2 separate regions of the Mus musculus genome follow, and region 2 is linked to region 1. Evidence: chromatin contacts called from public HiChIP or PLAC-seq data. All regions are on one chromosome and are shown on one strand. Each heading gives the region's core, a stretch centred on a gene start, on an enhancer-like site or on the middle of the called end of the contact. The rest is flanking DNA. Distances are from core to core; before and after follow the strand shown.

Evidence for each region. HiChIP or PLAC-seq counts read pairs in DNA pulled down with a chosen protein or histone mark.
Region 2: an H3K27ac HiChIP or PLAC-seq map of trophoblast stem cells shows a contact between it and region 1, with 8 times the contacts expected there. The contact joins two enhancer-like sites. A contact is called at or near these places in 3 of 15 datasets of contacts at CTCF or cohesin (embryonic stem cells, large pre-B cells and pro-B cells), 4 of 484 Hi-C or Micro-C datasets (cortical neurons and embryonic stem cells), 5 of 115 datasets of contacts at active chromatin or transcription factors (embryonic forebrain, embryonic stem cells, extraembryonic endoderm stem cells and 2 more) and 1 of 9 other capture datasets (embryonic stem cells).

The regions. Positions count from the first base shown.
Region 1 is chr12:12,317,271-12,322,531 of GRCm38.p6, forward strand. All of the region lies in intron 2 of Cyria (CYFIP related Rac1 interactor A), which reads left to right. Among named protein-coding and RNA genes, the nearest start is that of Gm34407, 31 kb to the left of the region's middle. Within about 2 kb of position 3,666, at least 68 of the 459 cell types and tissues checked have an H3K27ac peak or open chromatin away from gene starts, as enhancers often do. A contact at or near this core is called in trophoblast stem cells, where this site is marked.
Region 2 is chr12:12,991,338-12,996,748 of GRCm38.p6, forward strand. It overlaps Gm35208 (a long non-coding RNA gene), which reads left to right. Exons shown (of 4, transcript XR_381277.3): 2 at 1,960-2,161; 3 at 2,322-2,380; 4 at 2,491-3,012. Among named protein-coding and RNA genes, the nearest start is that of Gm35208, 6.7 kb to the left of the region's middle. Within about 2 kb of position 2,689, at least 56 of the 459 cell types and tissues checked have an H3K27ac peak or open chromatin away from gene starts, as enhancers often do. A contact at or near this core is called in trophoblast stem cells, where this site is marked.

The sequences.
Region 1 (5,261 bases), core at 2,416-4,915:
GCCAGCAAGTCCTCACTAGCTGCTGGACTGGGCCTGAAGAGAAATCTGGAGATAAACTTTAAAGGGTTTGTTTGTTGGGTTCTGTCATGGTCTTAGTTCATTTGTCTAAACAGGAGAGTTCCTTGGGACTGTGTGGCTTCTCTTGTGTATCACAAAGCTTCCTGCGGAGGCATCCATTGTGGAAGCTGCTGGACTCCTCTTTACCCATAAGTACAGGTCTGGGATAAATGGAAAAATCTCTTCTTCTGATGGCATTTCAAGCAGACTTTTCCAATATCAGTATTGTGTGTATGTATATGTGTTGCATGCATGTGTTACATGAAGGAATGTTTACATGTGGGGAAGGGGGCGGGGGAGTGCTCAGGTGCCCATGCTGAGGACGAAGGAGGATAGCCCACGTCAAGCCTCATTACTCTCAACCTTACCCGAGAGTCAAGGTCTCTCACTGAATCTGGTGCTATTTTGCAGGTAGTCTTCGCAGCTAGCAGGCCTGTGGTCTGCTCCACTCAGCCAACTGGGGTTACAGGCTTTTGTGGCCATCCTGGCTTTTCTGTGGTGCTAGCGATTCAAACTCAGGTCCTCCTGCTTGCATAGCAAGAGCTCTTACCCACTAAGCCACCTGCCCATCATTATTAAGTTCCTGAGCTGGGGAGACATGCTGTGCCGATCCTGGGTGTTCCATACAATGCCCTTTCCAACACCTACACTTCCCAACTGAAGTCAGGACAGCCATGAGGAAGATGTTTTCCTCTTTGGAAATATGATTTTAAAAATTCATCAAGGAGGCAGGGTAGGGTAATTACTGGGCCAAATGACTAAATCTATTCATTTTTCCCCTCTCCAAAATCGTGACTCTGGCAAACTAGACTCATGGTTCTGAGATTGCATATGAGCAGGAATTGAGTGTCCACGTTAAATATTGAGTGTTATAGCGTCGAGTTCAAAAACTTTACTCCAGAACTATGTGCTATTTAGAATGATATTGCAGCAGTTGAAATGGATCCTGCTTTGTTCGCTTTGCAAACTGCTTTTGTACACAAAACCCAACTGTCCCTTTTCATGTGAGACAATAATGCCCTCTAGTGGATTACGTGCTTAATTGCAAGCTCGTCTATATAAAGTCTTCATTTTAACAGAAATATCTAGTTTAAGAACTCAAGATTATACTAGACTCACCATCCTGACTCCTGTTCTTCCAAAAGAGTCCCCAAGCTCCATCCACAGTTTGGCTGTGGGTGTCTGCATCTGTCTGAGCCAGCTGCTGGGTGGAGCCTCTCAAACTACAGCCATGCCAGATCCCTGTCTGCAAGCATAACATTATCATCAACAGTGTCAGGGACTGATGCTTGCCCATGGAATGGGTCTCAAGTTGGGCTGCTTTTTGGATGGCCATCCCTTCAGTTTCTGCTCCATCCCCCATTCCTGCATTTCTTGCAGAAAGGATAAATTTGGGATCAGAAATTTTGTGCGTAGGTTGGTGTCTCTATCACTCCACTGGTGTTTCTGCCTGGGTACAGAAGGTGACCTCTTCAGGTTCTGTATCCCTAATGTCATCAGTCACAGCTAAGTTCATCCCCGTTGATTCCTGGCTGCCTCCCTTCTCCCAGGTCTCTGTCTTGTCCTGGAGATGCCTCCCAACTCCCCATCCCGGTCGGTTGCAGATTCCCATTCACTCTCATGACCTCTGGGCATCTTTCCTGTCCCTGCCCATACTTGATCCTGAGCCCCTCCATTCTCTTCTCTATCCCTTCTCCCATCCAGTTCCCTTCATCTGCTACTTATGACTATTTTATTCTCCCTTCTAAGTGAGAGTCAAGCATCCTCTCTTGTACCTTCCTTCTGGTTTAGTTGTTTTGGATCTGTGAAGTGTAGCATGGAAATCCTGTATTTTCTGGTTAATATCCAGTTATAAGTGAGTACATACCATCCATGTCCTTTGGGGACTGGGTAATCTCACTCAGGATGATTCTCTCAAGTTCTCTCCTTGTGTCAGTGAAATCCGTGATGTTTTTGTCGTCATCTGTGAAACATTCACTTGTTCTACTCTGTGTGTAGGGCTGATGTGCATTGGCTCAAACTTCTGACTTATCACGTACTAGAGAGTAGTAAGGAACAGGAGGCAGAGCTCACACAGCTCACCAGACACGTGCAAGTGTGTGTGTGTGTGTGTGTGTGTGTGTGTGTGTGTGTGTGTGTGTAGAGAGAGAGAAGGAGGAGGAGGGAGAGGAGAAGGAGGAGGCTAGTCTATCATGGAAACAAAAGGCAAGGGTGAGGAGGGGTATTGAGTGTGAATGGAAGTAAGATGTGGGTGGAGTTAGATATGAGCTAAAACATGAGTAGGTCACAATTTCAATTACACATAATATACAGACATTATGGCAAAGATTACAACTTCTTCCAAGTAGATGCTGCCATTCCCTGGGCTATGTCAGTAGCTCCAGAGGCCTCTGGGCCACTACTAAGAGTGCTGTGACTATCACCGCATTGATACTTATAAAACACTCTTGACTTAGTGCCTTTCTGTTACAACTTACTATTATTATAAAACAGGGAGACATCATTTGAGTTCCTGGGGCTGGAAATGTGGCATGTCCTCAATTACTTCGAGCATCCCAGAGGGACAGTGTTTGAGTTAAAGAAGCATTGTCTTAGCCTTTAGATTAAACTGGGCAGTCCTGGTAGTGGGGCCTGCTTTGTGGAAATGCATAAAAATGATTTGTAGTTAGCATATTGAACCTTTCATGATGTGTGATAACTTGGATGTACAGAAGGGATAGAGAGCGACTTCTCTGTGGGCCTGTCCATTCTGTGTCGTTTCTGTATGTCTCGGTCCTAGAAATAAGCTCCCTGCACCTCGTTCATTCTTTGTACCATGTCTACGTACATCATGGTACATGAAGGATGTGACTCTATCACCACTGTCCTTTTTGAGGGACTGAAGATGCACAGGCTGCAGGGAATAGACCTGTTGAGCCTCTGCACGGCTGCACTGCTCCTCCACTCTCTTCTTACACCTGAGTGGTGACCCCTCTCTGACTAGCATATCTGGTGGTTTGGCCTTAGGCTGTTTCAATTATGTTGGGAATTTGGGCAAGCTCATTGGGTAAAATCTAGACCGTTGGAACAGAGAAGTGTTTCTGTGGCCCCAGACACTGGGTTATAGGTGATCAAGGGATATAGAGACTCAGTGCAAGAAAATTAACCTTCTTAAACATCAACTTGGCCAATAGATAACTGAAGTGAGATTTTTTTGACCCAGTTTAACACTCTGACTTAGCATCAGTGTGGTCACTGATATCTTTCCGGCACCAAAGGCCTCATCCATATTTCTGCCCTGCTTGTTAGGTTGCAGGTTTTCTAAACAACCAATCCCTAGCCAGCTCTCTCGACCTCTCTCCTTTGCTACACAAGAACAGATCTTATGGTGATGTATTGCCCTCATGTACACAACACGCCCTTCCTTTTCTTCGCCTGGGACAACTTCTCTCTCCAATTGAGCCTGCTGTTACTTTTCTGAAGCCTACATCCTAGTCTGGCATGCAGGAAGTTTGGTCAATGCCACTTACATAACTTTTAAAAAGAGATCATACTCAGTATCATACAGTTGAATGCACAAGTTGTTTTATGGCTTCCTGGGTGTGGCTTCTGCAATGTCACTCTCCTTCCCTTGCCAGAAGCCACAAGCCATGTGTTAAGCTGTTTTCTGTTCCTCCAAACATTGAGTAATGGTTCTAGAGTATCAGATGAGTGGGTTAACACAGTGGCTTAAAGTGTGAGTTTTCTGGGATACCCTGTGCTCAAATCCTGGTGCTGCCAGTTGCTGGCTATAACTATACAAGCTACTCAACTTACATCCATCTTCTTACTTGTAAGTCATGGTTAGCCCTGTGGGTGCAATCTGACAATATCCATGAATTATTCAGCACAGTGTCGATCAGAGAATGCGCACAGTGTATGGGACTGGGATTGTTAACCAGATCCCTATGTAAGAATATGTATTCAGTTTCATGTTTTCTTGGCTATAACTCAATACACATGAGCCATGTGTTCTGACTGCCAAAACTTCCCAGTACCATCCTGGTCTTGTCAGTGGAAATGTAGGGCACAGATGGAGTAAAGATGGAGGCCTGATGTTTGGACCACACTTGAGTGTCTCCAGATATGGTACCAGAAACGTGCTTTTATATGACACACAGAGAGGGGGGGAGCAGGCAAAGACAGAGGTGTGTGTGTGTGTGTGTGTGTGTGTGTGTGTGTGTACATACATACAGAGAGAGACAGATATACATATGAATACAGACAGACAGATAGATACTCTATTGTGGGTATATATATGTTAGAAGAGATAGATATAAAAATAAAGAGTCCTGGGGGTGGTGTGTGGCAAAGTACTGTAGTGAACATGATAGTTAGACTGGGTGCTGCAGAAAAACAAACTGAACAGAGACCTGGAGAAAAGCATTTGAAACAAAAGGACTAACGAGGATGAGAAGGAGCTAGTGGTGGGGGATAACCTTGAACGAACACAGTGACAAGGCCAAGGTAGCGAGAGCAGAGCAGTGAAACCTTGGCTGGCGAGCAAACGCCATAGGCTCTCGCTGACTCTGGCAGGCACAGTACTTTTAGTGACGTGGAGGTCCCTGGAGAGATTTAAGCTGAGGGGTGACTGAGGCTAATTTTAAGCACAAGGCTATAGTAGCTAGATGGACAGGAAGCTGAGTGTTTGGGCTTGGAGACCTGTGCAGGAAGAAACACAGGATGCTCTGGCGAGGAATGGTGGATTCCAGCTTGGTCTGTGCACTGGCTGATTTTGTGTATCTACTTGTCACAAGCTGGAGTCATCAGAGAGGAAGGCACCTCAGTTGAAGGAGTGCCTCCATAAGATCCAGATGTAGGGAATTTTCTCAATTAGTGAACCAGAAGGGAGGGTCCAGTCCATCATGGGCAGTGTCATCCCTGGGCTGGTGGTCTGGGGTCAGTAAGAAAGCCGGCTGAGAAAGCCATGTGGAGCAAGCGAATCAGCAGCTCCCTTCCATGGCCTCAGCATCAGCCCTTGCTTCAAGGTTCCTGCCCTGCCTGAGTTCCTGTCCTGGTTTCCTTCCATTGATGATGAAGCGTGAGGCAAAGTGTAAGCCGAATAAACTCTTTTTCTCCACAGCTTGCTTTTTGGTCATAGTGTTTTGTCACAGAGTAGAAACCCTGACTAGGACAGCGTGAGACACTGGTAATTGAGAGAAAGAATTGAACACATGACCTGTCTC
Region 2 (5,411 bases), core at 1,439-3,938, 670 kb after region 1:
CAGCCCAAGTTTTTTGTTTTTTGTTTTTTAAGACTTTTTCCATATTGATTTCTACAGGGGCTGCACCAGTTTAAAGTCCCACCATCAGGGATAGGGGTTCCCAGTTGCCCACATTCTCACCAGTGTTTGTTGTAATCCTTTTCCTTTTTCTTTTGGGGAGACAATATTGTCCTGAATGCTGGAGATTACAGATGTGATCCCCCATGCTTGTTTTTCTAATAGCCACGCTGATTGGGATAAATAGATTCTCCACCCCCCCCTTTAATTTGCATTTTTCTAATCGCTAAAATGTTGACTATTTCCCTGCACAAGCTTGTTGGGTCACTTGTAGTTATTCCTTTGAGAATAACTATCTGTTCATTTCCCCACTTGTTGACTGAAGGATTCTGTTGGTGTTTAATTTTTTTCGGTTTGATGTATTCTAGATATTAATTACCAGTCAGAAGGATGTACAGTTGGATGGTCTTTCTCTCATTCTGTCTTTTTGCTTTGCTGTGCCAAAGATTTTTAATTTCATATGCTCCCCATGCCTGGATCTTGCTTTGTTTCTTCTGTTGTTTCAGAGTTTCAGGTCTTACATTAAGATCTTTGTTCAGAGTGGAGACACAGATCTAGTGTCAGCCTTTTGTATGTGACTATCCAGGTTTTCCATGCCATTTGTTGTAGAGGCTGTCTTTTTGTCAATGCATATTTTTTATTTCTTTGTCAAAAATTGGGTGGTCATAGCTGTGTGGGTTTATTTCTGGGTCCTCTATTCTATCCCACTGGTCTCTGTCTATTTTTGTGCCGGTCTCATGCTATTTTTGTTACTGTAGCTGCATGTATGTGTGTGTATAGTAATACACTATTACAGTAGTTTAATTTGAGGTCAGGTATTGTGATTCCTCCTGCTGCACTGTTTGTGTTCAGGATGGGTCTGGCTGTTTAGAGTAGTTTTTTGCTTCTGGATGCATTTTAAGAACATTTCCATTTCTTCAGACAGAAGCTCCATACAACTGCCAACTCTTCTCCGATCCTAGCTCCTGGAAACCACTTGTCCACTTTTTGTTTCTAGGATTTAACTAGTCTAGGTGTCTTATCTGAGTGAAACTGTATAGCATTTGCCCTTTCGTCTCTTTCTTCTTTCCTTTAGCATGATGTTTTCAAGGTTAACTCATGTTACAACATCTACCTGAATTGTAATCCTTTCTAAGACTCAATAATATCTCACTGTCTATGTGCATAACCCATTTTGTTTACCTACCTGTCAAAAGATATTTGGGCTGTCTGTCACCTTTTCACTGGGATAAATAATGAATGCCCTGTCAGCATATAGACTTCTTCATATCTCAGATTTTAATTTGTTTGTGTGTATATACATACATTCACACACACACACACACACGGAAGTGAAATTTCTGGGTCATATGCTTGAACATTGACTCTCAAGTAAAGACTCTCTGTAGTGTGACCTGGGGTAGGGTGATCTGGGGTAGGTGCTCCTTTCTGTATGTCACTGGAAATGAAAACTTGAGTTAGGCATCACTTACAGGACAGGGATGGTATATTGGTATGAGAGATAAAGAAAAGAGTCCGTTGGCTATGCAACAGCTATTCACAAGTTAGAGTGGCTGAAAGATTTGTCCTGTTAAGGTGGCCTCTGAGGATTGCCTCTGGCCTGCGAGAGACCCTGGCATAGCTGCATTCCCTAGTATATAGTGTCCCCCCACCCTCCACTTCCTGCAAGCAGATTGTGTTCCTGGAAAGTTATGGTGAGTACTATTTTAGAGCTCATTATTCAAGGAACCCTGGGGTGGTTCCTTCTGGAAAAGCAAGGCTTTGTTGGTGGAGGAAATAGCAAGTTCTAAATGACTTGCCATAAATCTGAGCCTTGGTATACAAGCTCTGGCCTAGTGTGGGATGTCACGGTTGATAGGCTCCTCTCACTCTGCCCGTCCCTGTCACCTGGTGTTTATCCAGGTGTCACCAGGTACAAAACGGATCCTTTCCTTCAGAAGAGAAGCAGTGAGTTTTGTTGCAGCACATGGGCTTGGAAGACTTCCGATCCTGCCTTCCTGGTCATTCTCTGCTGTTATCTGAGTAACACTGACCAAGTGACTTATCCTCTTTGGGCCCTCACTTCCTCATCTGAAAAACATAGATGGCGTGCGGGAAGGATTGGGTAAGCTGACGCTGTTTAGCCCATGACAGAGAGACAATTAGCCTGCTCACATGAGGAGGCCTGGGAAGAATATACTCAGGAAACCTGGGATTTCTTGTTTCAGAATGGTTTTGATGAGGCTTTCAGACCAGCAAACATTGTTTTTTTTTCTTTTGAGCAGCAATGCCAGGATGAAAGATCTTTCCTATGGGTGGACAGCTTTCTGCAGGCCTCCCTAGTGTAAGTAAGGCTCCTGGCTGATTTGTCTGCCTTTCAAACCAAGCCTTTGTTTCACTGTCCTTACTGTGCGCTCTTGTCCTTTTGATCACTTGTTCTTTATAACAAAACAGGTGCCAAGTTCTACCAACAAGCAAGAGCCAAGACCACGGAAACTGTGACCAGCATAATACAAATTGTGTTTTCTGAGCACTGGATTAAAAAAGAACCTCTAAGATAAAAACTGGAAGTAGTTTTCTCAAGAGGGGACTGCTGCTGCCCCATGGAGTCAGGACAAAGCCCTGCCGTCTGTTTGGTGCATTGTGGAATCTCACATTGCTCACATTCCGCCAACCCTCGAGATAGGCAGCACTATGACCATTGTCCTCATTTAGGACCTGCAAAAACTGAGTTCCAATCAGTAAAGCCAGTTGCCCCAGGAAACGAGCTGATGGGTGGATGAGGCAGTATCTCCTCTGGCCACAGCAGGCCAGCAATCCTGAGCCACTCTGTAGGCCTGCAATGGAGGGAGGCTCTTATACTCTAACCATCAGTGTTAACAAACTGAGAGACCCTTTTATGGTCCCAGGCTTATAGCTGGTGTGTGTGTGTGTGTGTGTGTGTGTAGCCATGCAGATGGTTAGCTCATTAATAAATAATAGCCACCATTCTTGACATTTCCAGGGTCAGTTGTGCAACAACTGAAGATGGAATTCCTCAGTGCAGGAAATAGCCTGCACAACAAAGCACTCTTATCTCAGGGGAGGCAGCTGAGATTTCTTGGGCTCCTGCGCCTTCTCTGGCTTGGTTAGTTTTACCCTCAGGGACCCGTCCTCAGACAGGCGCCAGAGCCTCTAAGAGGGTAGGGCTCACAGACCAGCTGAACCCCAGCCTCGCCTGTACTCAACATTCCCAAACATCTGTGGAATGAAGGATGAACCAATTCTTGGCCTTGCCATTCCCATCTGTGAATCAGGACAATAATGGTGTGTGAATGTGTGCACTGTGACAACTGAAGGAGAGATCAGCCCAGCTGTCTAGGCACTTGGAACCAGCTATTAGGTGGTGTGGTGATGGCTTTGCCCATTGGCTAGCTGGGGAGAGGGAAGAGGGGTCTTTAGGTGTTAACCAAGAAGGCTTCAGTGAGCCCAAGATGATGCACTGAGGAAATTTTGTGCACTACCATCTACAGCAGGGGCTATAAAACTCCAGGTGGCAGGAGTCTTGGGGCAAAGTAGATTAGAAAGAGGTTCTGTCACACCTTTCTAAGCTGCCTCATGCTCACCTAGGCTCCTGGGAAGCTTGGTTCTGCTCTCTCAGGAATGAGGATGTGATGCCCCAGGACCTCCCGGGACTTTGTTTCTGTGATTCACAATCGGGAAAAATGAGTCTTTTCCGCCGTGGCCAGGATGACCTCCACGTCCAGTCTTTTTGGCAAGTATCTTTGCATGCACTGCAGCATGTGCTCATGTGTGTGTGTGTGTGTGTGTGTTTCTACCATGCTTCCAATCCTATTTCTCTGAGTGTCTGACTGTGGGGTTCATCTCCATGAACCACTATAGTGGGACTCCACCTGCCTGCTAGTTGATCAGGTCTCCCTTGTGGCCTGCCCTTTAGCCTGCCTGTCAGAAAGCTCTTCTGGTCTCTGGCTGAGGTCAGGGGCTGTCACGTGGCAGGGAGAAGAGTGGAGTGCTAACAACTGCCTGACAGCTGGTCACAGCTGGTGACAGCTAGGCTGGCTTGGGCGTGGGAAACACGATTCAGGCAGCAACAGCTGGGAAGAGGACCACACTCAGAAGACGAGCTGATGAGCCACCGTGCCGTGTGCAAAGGGCAAGACCCCACTCCTACCACCCTCTCTTGGACAGGGGCCAGCACAAGGGGTGGCTCAGAGCCTGCACTCCCAACGTTCTTCTCAGAGCCTGGTCAGAGACTGTTCTTTCCGGAGGTTCGAGGAACCTCTCCGGAGGTTCGAGGAACTCCTCCTTGCTCCTGCCCAAGCACGATGTGGGTTTCATTGATGGGTTCCTCGGGGTAGCAACACAAGGGGTGTGCACATCTTGGAGCGTGCTTACTTAGAAGCTGTGCATGTCGCCTTGCAGCAAAGGGGCTCCGAAAGGGGGAGGGGCCTATCAGAAGCAGTGAGAGCCGCCTGACTCAGATGTTGGCAACCAAATTCACATCCTCTGGAAGCCACAGTAAGTGGCTACAGAAGTTTGTTTGTTTGTTTGCTTGTTTGTTTGTTGTTTATCAGGCCTGGGATTGAATGCAGGACTGCACACACTAAGCAAGGCAAGCCTGGGGGATGAGCTGAAACCTGTAACCTACTCACTGCGTCTCCCAGAAGGCTGTGGTGCTGTGAGCTCACCTCCCTACCATTTTCTAGCAACGCAGACTTCGCTGCCATTCTTCACTGCATGAGAGACCATCAGAAGCACTCCAGAGGGCTTATTTTCCAGCTGCTGCAGAAGACCTACAGGGATGTCAACATTAACACAAGCTTCTGTCACTTCTCTTGTCTCACAGCCGCAGCTGTTACTGGAAGGACCGAGCTGTGAGGTAAACTCTTGAAAACCATACCAACATACTTAAAAACCTTCCGGTAGCACTCCACTGACTTTAGAAGAAAATCCAGGCAGCTGTGCGTGGTCAGCACGGTGCCATGGCGGAACAGCTTCCAAGGCTGGCCCCTTCCTCCTTCTCCAGCTTCCAGACCTGGCAGTGGCACTCCAATCCCCAACATTTGCCATATTTCATGGGCCCCCAGACAGTCCGAGCTCTTTCTGCTCACAAACGTTACCACTTATTATTCCTTCCATCTAGTACATTCTTGACCCGAAGCCCCAATAGACTTTAGGCACTTTTCAGCGTCAGCATTACCCTTGCTGCGGGACCTTTTCTAACCATCTTGCCCACTGTGCTATCTTTTCTGTGTATGTCCTTTAGTAGGACAAGTGATGGAGGCATGGAGGTGATCTCAGCCCTCGAAAACCCGAGGCCAGAACACTGCCATAAATGAGTCCTCGCACAAGCTACATGCTGAGTTTCTGGGTAG